Regions from separate parts of the Sus scrofa genome. Here all the other regions are linked to region 1. A link is a contact called in public HiChIP or PLAC-seq data. All regions are on one chromosome and are shown on one strand. The core of a region is the stretch at or near the end of the contact, and the rest is flanking DNA. Distances in the headings are between cores, read along the strand shown. Region 1 overlaps TMCC1 (transmembrane and coiled-coil domain family 1). Region 2 has its middle 37 kb from the start of PLXND1. Region 3 overlaps TMCC1 (transmembrane and coiled-coil domain family 1).

Region 1 (3,504 bases), core at 683-3,182:
AAAAAAGAAAAGAAAAAAAGTGAAATCTGGTCTGTTCCCACTGACTGACAAGATCACAGGTCACGATGATATAACATCAAGATAAACCAATTTTTTTTATGGCCGCACCCACAGCACATGGAAGTTCTGGGCCAGGAACTGAATCTGAGTCACAGCTGCAACCTACACCATAGCTGCAGCAACACCAGATCCTTTAACCCACTGTGCCAATCAGGGAGAGAACCCACACCTCCACAGCAACCCGAGCTGATGCAGTCAGATTTTTAACCCACTGCACCAGAGACGGAACTCCAAAATAAATTACCTTTTAACAAATACCTACTAAGGCCAATATTGTGCTAACTTGCCAAAGTTCCCAATTTTTTTTTAGACAAAATGCTATACTATGATTGCTAAAGAAAAACCAACCTGTTCTAGTGCCTACTTTCTATAATAAATGCTGCTGGTCTGTCCTTTGTCTTTTTATTTACTATGAGTCTTTGGAAGCTAATGATCACAAGGCAAATCCATGTAACAACATTCTGGATAAACAAAAGAGCAGTGCAATTTGGGTGCTAAAATTCTCCCTCTCTCCTAAGATTCAAGGCTCCTGATAAAGTACTTAAATATCTTATGAATAAAAAGGGGAAAGCAGAAGTAAATTCACATACTACATTCCTTTAGCGGTCCAATTACTCTAAAGTCTATATACCTTTTGCAATATAAAGGAAAAGGAGGATAAATTTAACTTAAAGAGTTTACTTGACTTTCTATTATGCTGAGAGCCCTCATCATAAAAGCTGTTGCTTGGAACAGAGGCAATACAAGTCATATTTAAAAAACAAAACAAAACTTAAAGAGGCAGTCTCTGATGGTAACTGTGCATAACAAACTCACCAAGGTCAAGAACACCCCATCTATACCTTCAACTGTATTAAAGGAAACATACACATTCTGGACCTTTGAGCTAGGATCAATAAACCTAAAAATCACTTGCTTTGGCAACCATGGTTTGCTCTATAAATACCTTTACTACAAAACAACTAAAAAAGCCCAAATACACCTTCATCTCTCACTTATTCCTTCTTTTCCAGTCTCATATGATGCCCTTGACAGGGAATAAAATATTCCTGACAGCTTCAGCTACCTGACACTAAAAACACAAATAAGAGAGATCCTGATTGGTTTTCATTTTAAAAAATATAATTTTCAACTCTTTTTTAGGAAAACAAACAATACTAGTTCACCCAAGCAGATCTTTGGGTTTTAAATTTTATCTTTAATTATTTTTAATTCTAACATTGTCATTAAATCCTACCTACTCTTCCACTGTCTGTTCCATTCCCAGAGTTATCAATTCAGCTCAGTATTTTTAAAAGCACCTATTACTACGACATGATAGTCACTACTCAACCATCCCATCTCCTTATGAGTTCCTATACTAGTTACTTCTCAGGTAATAACCCCCTTATCATTAAGGGCCTGTCTAGTAGCAGTCATCCCCTCACTTTCACCTACTGAGCCTGGCCTTGGGGCACCATCTTGTGGTCAGCAACAAGAATTATCCTTCAAGTCACTTTTTTCCCCCTTGGGAGACTGCTACACCTAGGCTTTCTGGTTTTGCTAAAAGTCCAATTAATTCAATCTTATAAGTCTCTCTCTCATTCGAACAGAGAAGAATGCTATCCTGCTGTAATTTACTACAGAGGGTAGAGTTCCTTATTTATAAACTTGGGGTAATCTAAACTCTTAAGAATTATGTGTTACTGAATTAAGAAAGAGAAAGAATGGGGTTTTGAGAGCTACTTCAAAGATGAACTCCAGAGATCAGCAAGTGCTGAGCTCTATGTGCCTTTTCCAGTGTTGGTCTCAGCTACAAAGTCCTTCTGGGCCTGCACAGCCCTGATTCCACTCTGTGGAGATATGGGCCAATGGGGACAGAAGTCTGAAGCTCCTGCTGCTCCTGAGGTGCCAGTCTCGAGGCAGAGAAAGCAGCTGGGACAGGGCTGCATGGGACCTCCAATACAGGAGAAAGGTGACAGACAAGTTGTGCCTTTCCTTGCGCCATGCCCACAGCTATCTAGTTTCACTACCTGGAATTTACAGAGCTGGAAACCATCATAGTACCAAGGGTAGTTCAGCTATTCAGTGCGAATACATCCCAATATTTTGGCCCCTTAGCCACCAAAAAGTGGAAACTACCCCAGGAAGAGTTATCCCACCTGCCCCTTCTATTCCACCTGCCTGACCCCACCCTTTCCTCTTCTCTAATTTTCAGATTTAGCTAGGCATTACAGAAAAAAAAAAAAAAATTCCCTCTCCAAACAGAGAGCAACCCACAAAATTACCCTAACTGCAGCCTAGTAAAGGTATACTACTTTTTCTAAATTCATCTATAAGAGGAAAATGATAGTGTGAGCTCTGAAGTGATATTAACTTTTAAACAGAGAATCAGGTTCATTAAACTCAAAGTATTCCTTCACAACTAAATGTTGTCTTAGAAGTTGGCAGGTCCTAACACTACATGACAGTAACTTCTGAGCTGAACTCCCTGATACAACAGCTATTTTTTTCCTATTTTATTCTACCTTGAATATAACTATGTGGGACTTCCTGTTCATGGCTCGTTGGAAAAGAATCTGACTACCATCCATGAGGACACGGGTTCAATTCCTGGCCTCATTCAGTGGGTTATTGCCATGAGGTGTGGTATAGGTCGCAGACACGGCTCAGATCTGGCGTTGCTATGGCTGTGATGTAGGCCCACACCTACAGCTCCGACTTGACCCCTAGCCTGGGAACCTCCGTATGCCACAGCTGTGGCCCTAAAAAGAAAAAAAAAAAAAAAGAATATAACTATGTAAAAATTCAACTGTATTTTCAACACACAATCCCTGTTTTAAAAATCTATAATGAGGAGTTCCCGCTGTGATGCAATGGGATTGGCGACATTTTAGGAGCACTGGGACGCAGGTTTGATCCCTGGCCTGGCACAGTGGGTTAAGGGTTAAGGATCTGGCACTGCTGCGGAGGGCAGCCAAAAAAAGGAAAAAAAAATTAAATAAAATAAATAAATTAAAATCTGTAATAGGAGGTCCCTATATCAAACCACATCATCAAAATTTAGTGTCATCTTTTTTTTTGGGGGGGGTCTTTTTAGGGCCATACCTGAGGCATATGGAGGTTCCCAGGCTAGGGGTCGATTCAGAGCTAGAGCCACTGGTCTACACCATAGCCACAGCAATGCCAGATCTGAGCCATGTTTTCAATCTACACCACAGCTCACGGCAACACTGGATCCTCAACCCACTGAGCACGGGCAGGGATCGAACCTGCATCCTCATGGATACTAGTCAGATTTGTTTCTGATAAGCCATGACAGGAACTCCTAGTGTCATATTCTTAATGATAAATCAAAAACCTCTACCCTAAACTAAAAACTTTAAAATCAGCTACATATAATCATGCACTCTTCCAATCTTATCTCTCATTACTTCCTTAAATGTCTTACTAGTCCTCATAGTG
Region 2 (3,504 bases), core at 697-3,196, 170 kb before region 1:
ACATGGAAATTACAGCACCTCCTCTTCAGAGCCACTGTAAGAATTAGGAGTAAAAAAAGTGGCACTATTCCTAGCACAGAATAAGGATTCAATACATGGCAAAATCCCACTTTTCAAAGAGCACCCAGTATGTGCCAGGCACCGTTGCAGGCACTGAGGACATAGCCATGAACACAATGGCGTTCTTCCCTGTGGTTAAGTCACCAGCAGAATTTCCTGTTGGTCCCTCAGCCCGGTGCACACGCAGCATCTGCCAGTTTTTGTTCTCTGGGGCTGGGATTTGCCCTTTGCTGTTCCTATGGTCAGAGCATTCTAGACACACCGTTTTGCTTAGTTTTCCAAAGTGAGCCAAGAGCCAAGGCTGGCTAGAGAGAACCCCAATTCTAGCTACTAGGCCCTTTATCAGGTAAGAATGGGAGAAACAATATAATCTGAAGAGATCCAGATGAGTCAGAAAGGTCCCTGTCCTCAAGGAATTCTCAGTCTATGAATAACATTAATAACTGAGATCATCTGTGGAGCTAAGTGAGGCTTGTACAATTACTTCAATTAATCCTCACAACCTTTTTTCTAAGGTATAGAGTTTATTATATTTTCATCATGGTTTGCTCTATATTTTAATAGAGTCTCAATGACTATTGAAATTAAGCCTTCTAAAAGAATATTCAATTGGACAGTTTAGGCATTCATTAAAGCAGAAGCCTGAATAAATTTTGTGAGTACTTCTGTAGAATTTAAGGATTCTAGTGCCCAAAATTTAGATTGGTAAGAATTAAATTCTGGGCTTCCTACATCCTCACTTTCCATATATCAAATAAAAAATTTAAGGGCAGGAGTTCCTGTTGTGATAATGAACCTGACTGGGATCCATGAGGATTCATGTTCAATCCCTAGCCTCACTCATTGGGTTTGATACCTCAGCTTCCTTGGTCTCTGTCTCACCATAGCAAAGCATTGAAACAGCAGATGTTTTATCAATTTATTAAAGTGAAAGTACGTTTTCAGAGAGGGAGAGAGAGAACTCTGCGCAGGTTAAAAAGAGGGCCCAACTCAGTTTGCAACAGTCTTTATACCCTACAATGTGATCTGAGTGGACACCCAATTTGATCTTCTGATTGGTCTTGGGCAGGATACCTTATTTGCCTGGGAGACCTTTCTGACTCATCTGGATCTCTTCAGATTATATGGTAGTGGAGTGAGGAATGGGTGACATTCCTTCTGTAGCAGCGAGTGAGCAACCCAGGCTGGTCAAGGGGGAAGGGGCATTACAATGAGACATGGTCAGAGGCTTTTGGGCCTAATCTCCTTGAAGGGCACTTAAAGCCTATAACAGGTTTAGGATCCAGCCATGAGCTGCGGTGTAGGTCAGCAGCTGAGGCTCCAATTTGATCACCAGCCTGGGAACTTCCATATGCCACAGGTGCAGCCCTAATTAATAAATAAATAAACAAAACAAAATAAAAAATTAAAAATTTAAGCGCCTTCCATTGTAGGATCAAAAGGCAAAAGACCAAATACCTTGGACAGTATTTCCTCAGCTGACATGAAAACTCAGCTACTGGGTCCTTCTGAGAGGACTCTTAATTGTCTTCAGACACAGGATGGGTCACTACACCTCTCAACACCTTCTTGGAGTCCTGGGGTATTCAGAACTTTAGCATGGCATTCAGAATTTTTTGCAGCCATTTTAAACTTTGCCCCTCATTTACACATTCTTCCAGGCAACTTCCAAGCCAGCTGAGACTCTTATCCATTGCTTAAACCACTCACCTTGGCCTTTCTCATCTCTGTGGTTTTTGTCAATACTGTTTCTTCAACTTGGAAAACCCGCCTCACTCATCTCCACTCACCAAAATCTCATCTCAGTCCAGACCCCACTGCCTCCTCCTTCCAGACTTCCCCAATCACCAGGTCGGAACTGTTTCTTCCTCTTTGCTCCCACACATGGCTTCTGACGCTATTACAACATAGGCTCCTTTCCCCTGGATTTAGCACATCTCCATGGCAGAGTCTGGTACACAGAGTGGCTCTCAGTGCTACACGATGAATGAAGGGCTGGACTGAACAGGTGGGACCAGAAACAAGCCCCCCACTCCACATGTCCCCTCTGGCAATAGGATGGCCATCTGACCACCACGCCTAGAAATCTAGGGCTGGAAGAAAGCCCAACGGGTGGCCCAGACTTGGTCCAAAGTTCCTTTAAGGCAATCCTAAAGCGAAAGATGGGCTATTACAATTAGAAACATTGTCAACCCTTTCCCAATGGACCTGTTATTTGCTTTTCAAAAAGCTTTGATTTTTAAATTTAAAAGCACACAAGTACATTCATATTAAGAGATTTCATATTTTACAGGAGTCAAGCATGAAAGTCTTATTTCAACAACATTCCTTCCACTCCCTTTCCCAGAAGAAACTCCTGGGGACAGTTTAAAGTGGTTTCATTTCTATATACTTACAAACATGTATGTACACAAACAAAAATATTTTGAACACAAATAGACAATACTTCACTACCTTTTCACTACTTTCCCACCAATTTAATGTACTGATTTACACATGAGGCTGAACATTTTCTTTTGAATGCTTATTGGTGATCTATTTCTTATTCTGTGAACTCTTGCCGATTTTCTACTTAGTTGACTGGTTGTTTCAGTTTGTATTAACTCTTAGACTGACACACTGGCGACACCCATCTTTGGTTACAGATGTTGCCCAGACCTATCTTCCTTCTTATTCATTTGCCATTTCCCAACAGTATAGCTTTGGGCAAGCCATGTCACTCAAGCTTTGTTTCCTTATCTAGACAATGAGGATGACATGGCCCAGACTGTGGGGAGAACTGCATGTCACCTACCAAACATTAAACCCAGTATTCAGTAAGTACTCAATAAATGTGAGCTACTCTTCATTACCTAGACTTGGGGAGAGTTGGTTAGGAGTTTAGTTTGGCCTACAGAGTTTAAAAATAATACAAGTGAGGAGTTTCCGCTATAGCACCGTGGGTTAAGGACCCAGCATTGCCACGGCTGTGGCTTGGATTCTATCCCTGGCCCCAGGAGCTTCCATAGGCTGCAGGTGCAACCATAAAAAATATAACAAAAGTGAATCCTTTAGGTGAGGTAGACATTTTCCAGTTGGCCACACAACCACCCTCCTGCCTCCCTAGTCTGTTTTCTACACCACAGCATCTCAGATTTGTGTTACCAGCCTTCTTTTCTCTGGTTTTTAGTGGATGACAATGAAGCAGCTTCGAAATTACCTGTCACCAGCAATCAAGGCTGCTTTGTGTGCCCACTGTGTACTGTGAAACTCTACGATGCGCCGCTCACAGTGTAGCTTACTATGGCCCTGTGGGAATGGCCAGCGTACAATCTACACATCTGTACGTGGCAGCCTGGTCCATATTTAAGAAGCTTAAGGGCACTCTCACAGTGATTTTAAGTTTTCACAACTTAGTAAGCGGCATCGCTTATTTCACAACATCAGGCAGGATCAGGATGGGTG
Region 3 (3,504 bases), core at 504-3,003, 150 kb before region 1:
CTGTGGCATATGGAAGTTCCCAGGCTAGGGGTCCAATCAGAGCTACAGCTGCCAGCCTACACCACAGCCATAGCAATGCGGGATCCCAGCCGCATCTGTGACCTAGGCTGAAGCTAGCAGCAATCTTTAACCCACTGAGCAAGGCCAGGGATTGAGCCTGCATCCTCATGAATATTAGTCAGGTTCTTAATCCAGTGAGCCACAACAGGAACTCCCCACAGCTTCCTACTTCTGATTTCTTTTCTAACCCTCCATTTCTTCACTTATCTCCACATTCCCAATTTTATATATTCTGGAATTTTCACTTTTTCCAGTATATTCATGTTGTTTTCCCTATGACATTGCATAAATGGGTTTACTGGGCATACATTCTGTCCTTCTTAGCTGGGCATGAGCCTCTTAACTCTTATTTCCTCATCAAGAGGGCCAGCACAAGCATATAAATGGGCCCCTGCAATTCCCTGGCTCAGGTCTGCCAGATAATTCAATGACTTCCATGCACTGGACTGTTCCAAGCAGTCCTTTAAATTGATAAAACTCTCCTATCTACCTTCCTTGTTTTGTATGTGTATGAGGGAAAGTCTCTTAAGAAAATCTTATCTGATATTTGCAAATTTCCAGAAAGTGCTGAGTATAAAGTGCAATCCTTACCATGGATTACCATGCCCTTGCATAAAAATGAAGTCTTTTAGAAGTTGAAGAATTTACTCACAGTTACATGGAAATTAACAGCAAGATCTCAAGATCTGAGTCTTCCTAAATGGGAAAATACAACTATTGTTCCCAGAGACAGCACTTTATTAGTAAGTAGTCAGACAGCAAAGTAGCTTTTGGGTAAGTAGAATGAGCTGCATTTCCCCACAGATGAAACACAAACAGGTAAGGAGACTTGCCAAGGTGATACAAAGCTGTAGAACTCAGGGCTGAAGCAAAACTCACAAAGGGTCCAGTTGAAACAGCCCCATTAATTCATCTACTAATAACCAATAGCATTTGTTTCCCTCTTCAAGTCAGAAGAATTACCTGGAGAATGATGACTTTCTGAAAGAACAGAAAAGTTGCAGCTGTTATTTTGTAGTTGAAATTCTATTACGCTCACACTAATAGTTGTGTTTGCGTTACCATAGTAAGCACTTCCAATCTACAGGAAACATCAGGGAGGAAACTGAGAAAGCCATAAACTTTGAGGCTTTTGCAAAATATGATGAACAAAGAGGTTGGCAAGACGCCCCTGGTGTCCTGCAGTGGAGGTCCTCTGGGTTGCCTCAGTGCCCTGAAAGAATGGTACTGGCTCACCATTATTAAAACACTTGTCCTAATTTGTTCACCTAGGTCATGAAAGCTCTTTTCACAGTCTCACAACCTGCAAATTGAAAGCACAAACCTGACTGTGTTTAGGAATACCTGGTCAAACATTTTATCAGTGCCATCAGCCTCTGTGTAGCTTACATAATCCACATGTGCAATAATAGTATGCCAACAGGCTAACGCAAAGAGCCCAGTAAAAATGAAATGGTGTTACTCTGAGTGGAAGAATGTAAGTGTGGGGAATTTAGGGTTTGATGTAATCTACTTAGTCATTGTAATCATCAGAACATCAGAATACTAGCACCACAAATAACAATAGCTACCTGCCCACTATGTCTTTTTACGGGTAGCATCTGTAGCAATCTCATGAAGACATTTCTACGTTAATCCTCACCTCCTCCCTCCCTGGGAGGTACTTCCATTTATAACTAAGAAATGGGAGGAGTTCTCGCTATGGTGCAACAGGTTGGCAGTGTCTTGCCACGCGGGTTTGATCTCCAGCCCAACACAATGGGTTAGGGATCCGGCACTGCAGCAGCTTAGTTCGAGGCTACAGCTTTGATCTGAACCCTGACTGGGAACTCCATTATGTCGGGGGTGCCCCCCCCGAAAAAGGGAAAAGAAATGGGAAACTGAGAAAAATGCTGTAATTTTCCCCTGCTGGTAAGGTGTAGGGAGGATCTGAACTGCTTGATTCAGCCTTCTTGATTTTTATATTTGTTTTATTATTGTCTTTTTATAAAACCATTCCCCCCATACTATTAGACAAACTCAAAATGTGAACAATGAAAGGAAGAGAAACACTTTCCACACCTCTGTTATTAACATTATAAACTCTTGTGCTTACTTTACTTGCTACTGTTTACTTCCAAGCTGACTCCTAAAATGGAGAAGCCAGGCACCCAGAATTCATAGAAAGAGCACTTCTAGTTTCTCATTAAATATTAACACCAAACTAGGAGGGAAGAAAGGTAAAGTAAATTGTGTACAGCCTTTCACATGTGACTTTTGTTAAAACTAAGAACTCCTTGGAGTTCCCCTTGTGGCGCAGCAGAAACAAACCTGACTTGTATCCAGGAGGATGTGGGTTGGATCCCTAGCCTTGCTCAGTAGGTCAGGGATCTGGCGTTGCCGAGAGCTGTTGTGTAGGTTGCAGATGGGGCTCAGATCCTATGCTGCCGTGGCTGTGGTGTAGGCTGGCAGTTGTAGCTCCGATTCTACCCTAGCCTGGGAACTTTTATATGCCCAAAAAAAAAAAAAAAAAAAAGAGCTCCTTGTAAGTGATTTTAACCCCTTTTTATGACACTAATAAAAAACTCTCTGGACATGAAGTGGGGAGTGGTTCTTGTTCCTATAAGTAAATGATTTTGACTGGCACATGCTTTTCATGTGATTCCATCTAGTATACAAAGAAGCATGAGATTAATAACTCATTTAGAAACTTTTTACTTAAAAATCTTTCCTGAATCATTATAACTCAAAGGGAATGTAGACAGCTAATATGATTTGAGTTTAACTATCAGTAAACAGACATCCTGAACATTATAAGATCTTTTTAAAAAAAGTAGGTCAGGGAGTTCCCTGGTGGCTCAGCAGGTTAAGGATCCAGCACTGTCACTGTTGTGGCTCAGGTCACTGCTGTGGCCTGGGTTTGGTCCCTGACCCAAGAACTGCTGCATGGGTGTGGCCAACAAAAAAAAGTAGGTTATATCATATTTGGGCAGGTGAAATTCTTCCCCCAAAGAATTATTAAAACACATCTAGGACGTTCCCCTGGGTGCAGAGGGTTTAGGATCTGTTGTTGCCACAGCTGTGGCACAGGTTGCAACTATGAAGGCCAAAAAAAAAAAAAAAATCTAGATTTTATTGTACGCTTACAATTCATAAATGAATATTGGTCTTGGAAAATGGAAATTACAAATGGTCTTGGAAACTGGTCCAATTTCATACACTGGATTGATCAACACAGTAGTCACGGTCCCAGATCAAAGACAAGTCAGGGCCCTTTTGGGGCAAATTCCTGATGAATGAGAAACTTTGGTGAGTGCACAGGTTGGGAATGCTTAATATAATGCATCACTCTTTGGTGTGGCTCAAAGTTGGAAAGCTGGTGGTTCTTCCTTAGTTGGGCAATAGTTTACTAGGACAGGAGGGCTAGGGAATCTTGTAGAACAGGTACTGAGAGAAACAGGAAGA

The links. HiChIP or PLAC-seq counts read pairs in DNA pulled down with a chosen protein or histone mark.
Region 2: a contact with region 1 is called in an H3K27ac HiChIP or PLAC-seq map of alveolar macrophages. The contact joins two enhancer-like sites. A contact is called at or near these places in 3 of 47 Hi-C or Micro-C datasets (embryonic fibroblasts, omental adipose tissue and retroperitoneal adipose tissue) and 2 of 2 datasets of contacts at active chromatin or transcription factors (alveolar macrophages and skeletal muscle).
Region 3: an H3K27ac HiChIP or PLAC-seq map of alveolar macrophages shows a contact between it and region 1. The contact joins two enhancer-like sites. A contact is called at or near these places in 2 of 2 datasets of contacts at active chromatin or transcription factors (alveolar macrophages and skeletal muscle).

What each region holds. Positions count from the first base shown.
Region 1 is chr13:69,203,704-69,207,207 of Sscrofa11.1, forward strand. All of the region lies in intron 1 of TMCC1 (transmembrane and coiled-coil domain family 1), which reads right to left. Among named protein-coding and RNA genes, the nearest start is that of TMCC1, 18 kb to the right of the region's middle. Within about 2 kb of position 1,933, at least 8 of the 83 cell types and tissues checked have an H3K27ac peak or open chromatin away from gene starts, as enhancers often do. A contact at or near this core is called in alveolar macrophages, where this site is marked.
Region 2 is chr13:69,031,730-69,035,233 of Sscrofa11.1, forward strand. No RefSeq gene overlaps it. Among named protein-coding and RNA genes, the nearest start is that of PLXND1, 37 kb to the left of the region's middle. Within about 2 kb of position 1,947, at least 1 of the 83 cell types and tissues checked has an H3K27ac peak or open chromatin away from gene starts, as enhancers often do. A contact at or near this core is called in alveolar macrophages, where this site is marked.
Region 3 is chr13:69,050,913-69,054,416 of Sscrofa11.1, forward strand. The region is part of intron 2 of TMCC1 (transmembrane and coiled-coil domain family 1); the gene reads right to left. Among named protein-coding and RNA genes, the nearest start is that of PLXND1, 56 kb to the left of the region's middle. Within about 2 kb of position 1,754, at least 5 of the 83 cell types and tissues checked have an H3K27ac peak or open chromatin away from gene starts, as enhancers often do. A contact at or near this core is called in alveolar macrophages, where this site is marked.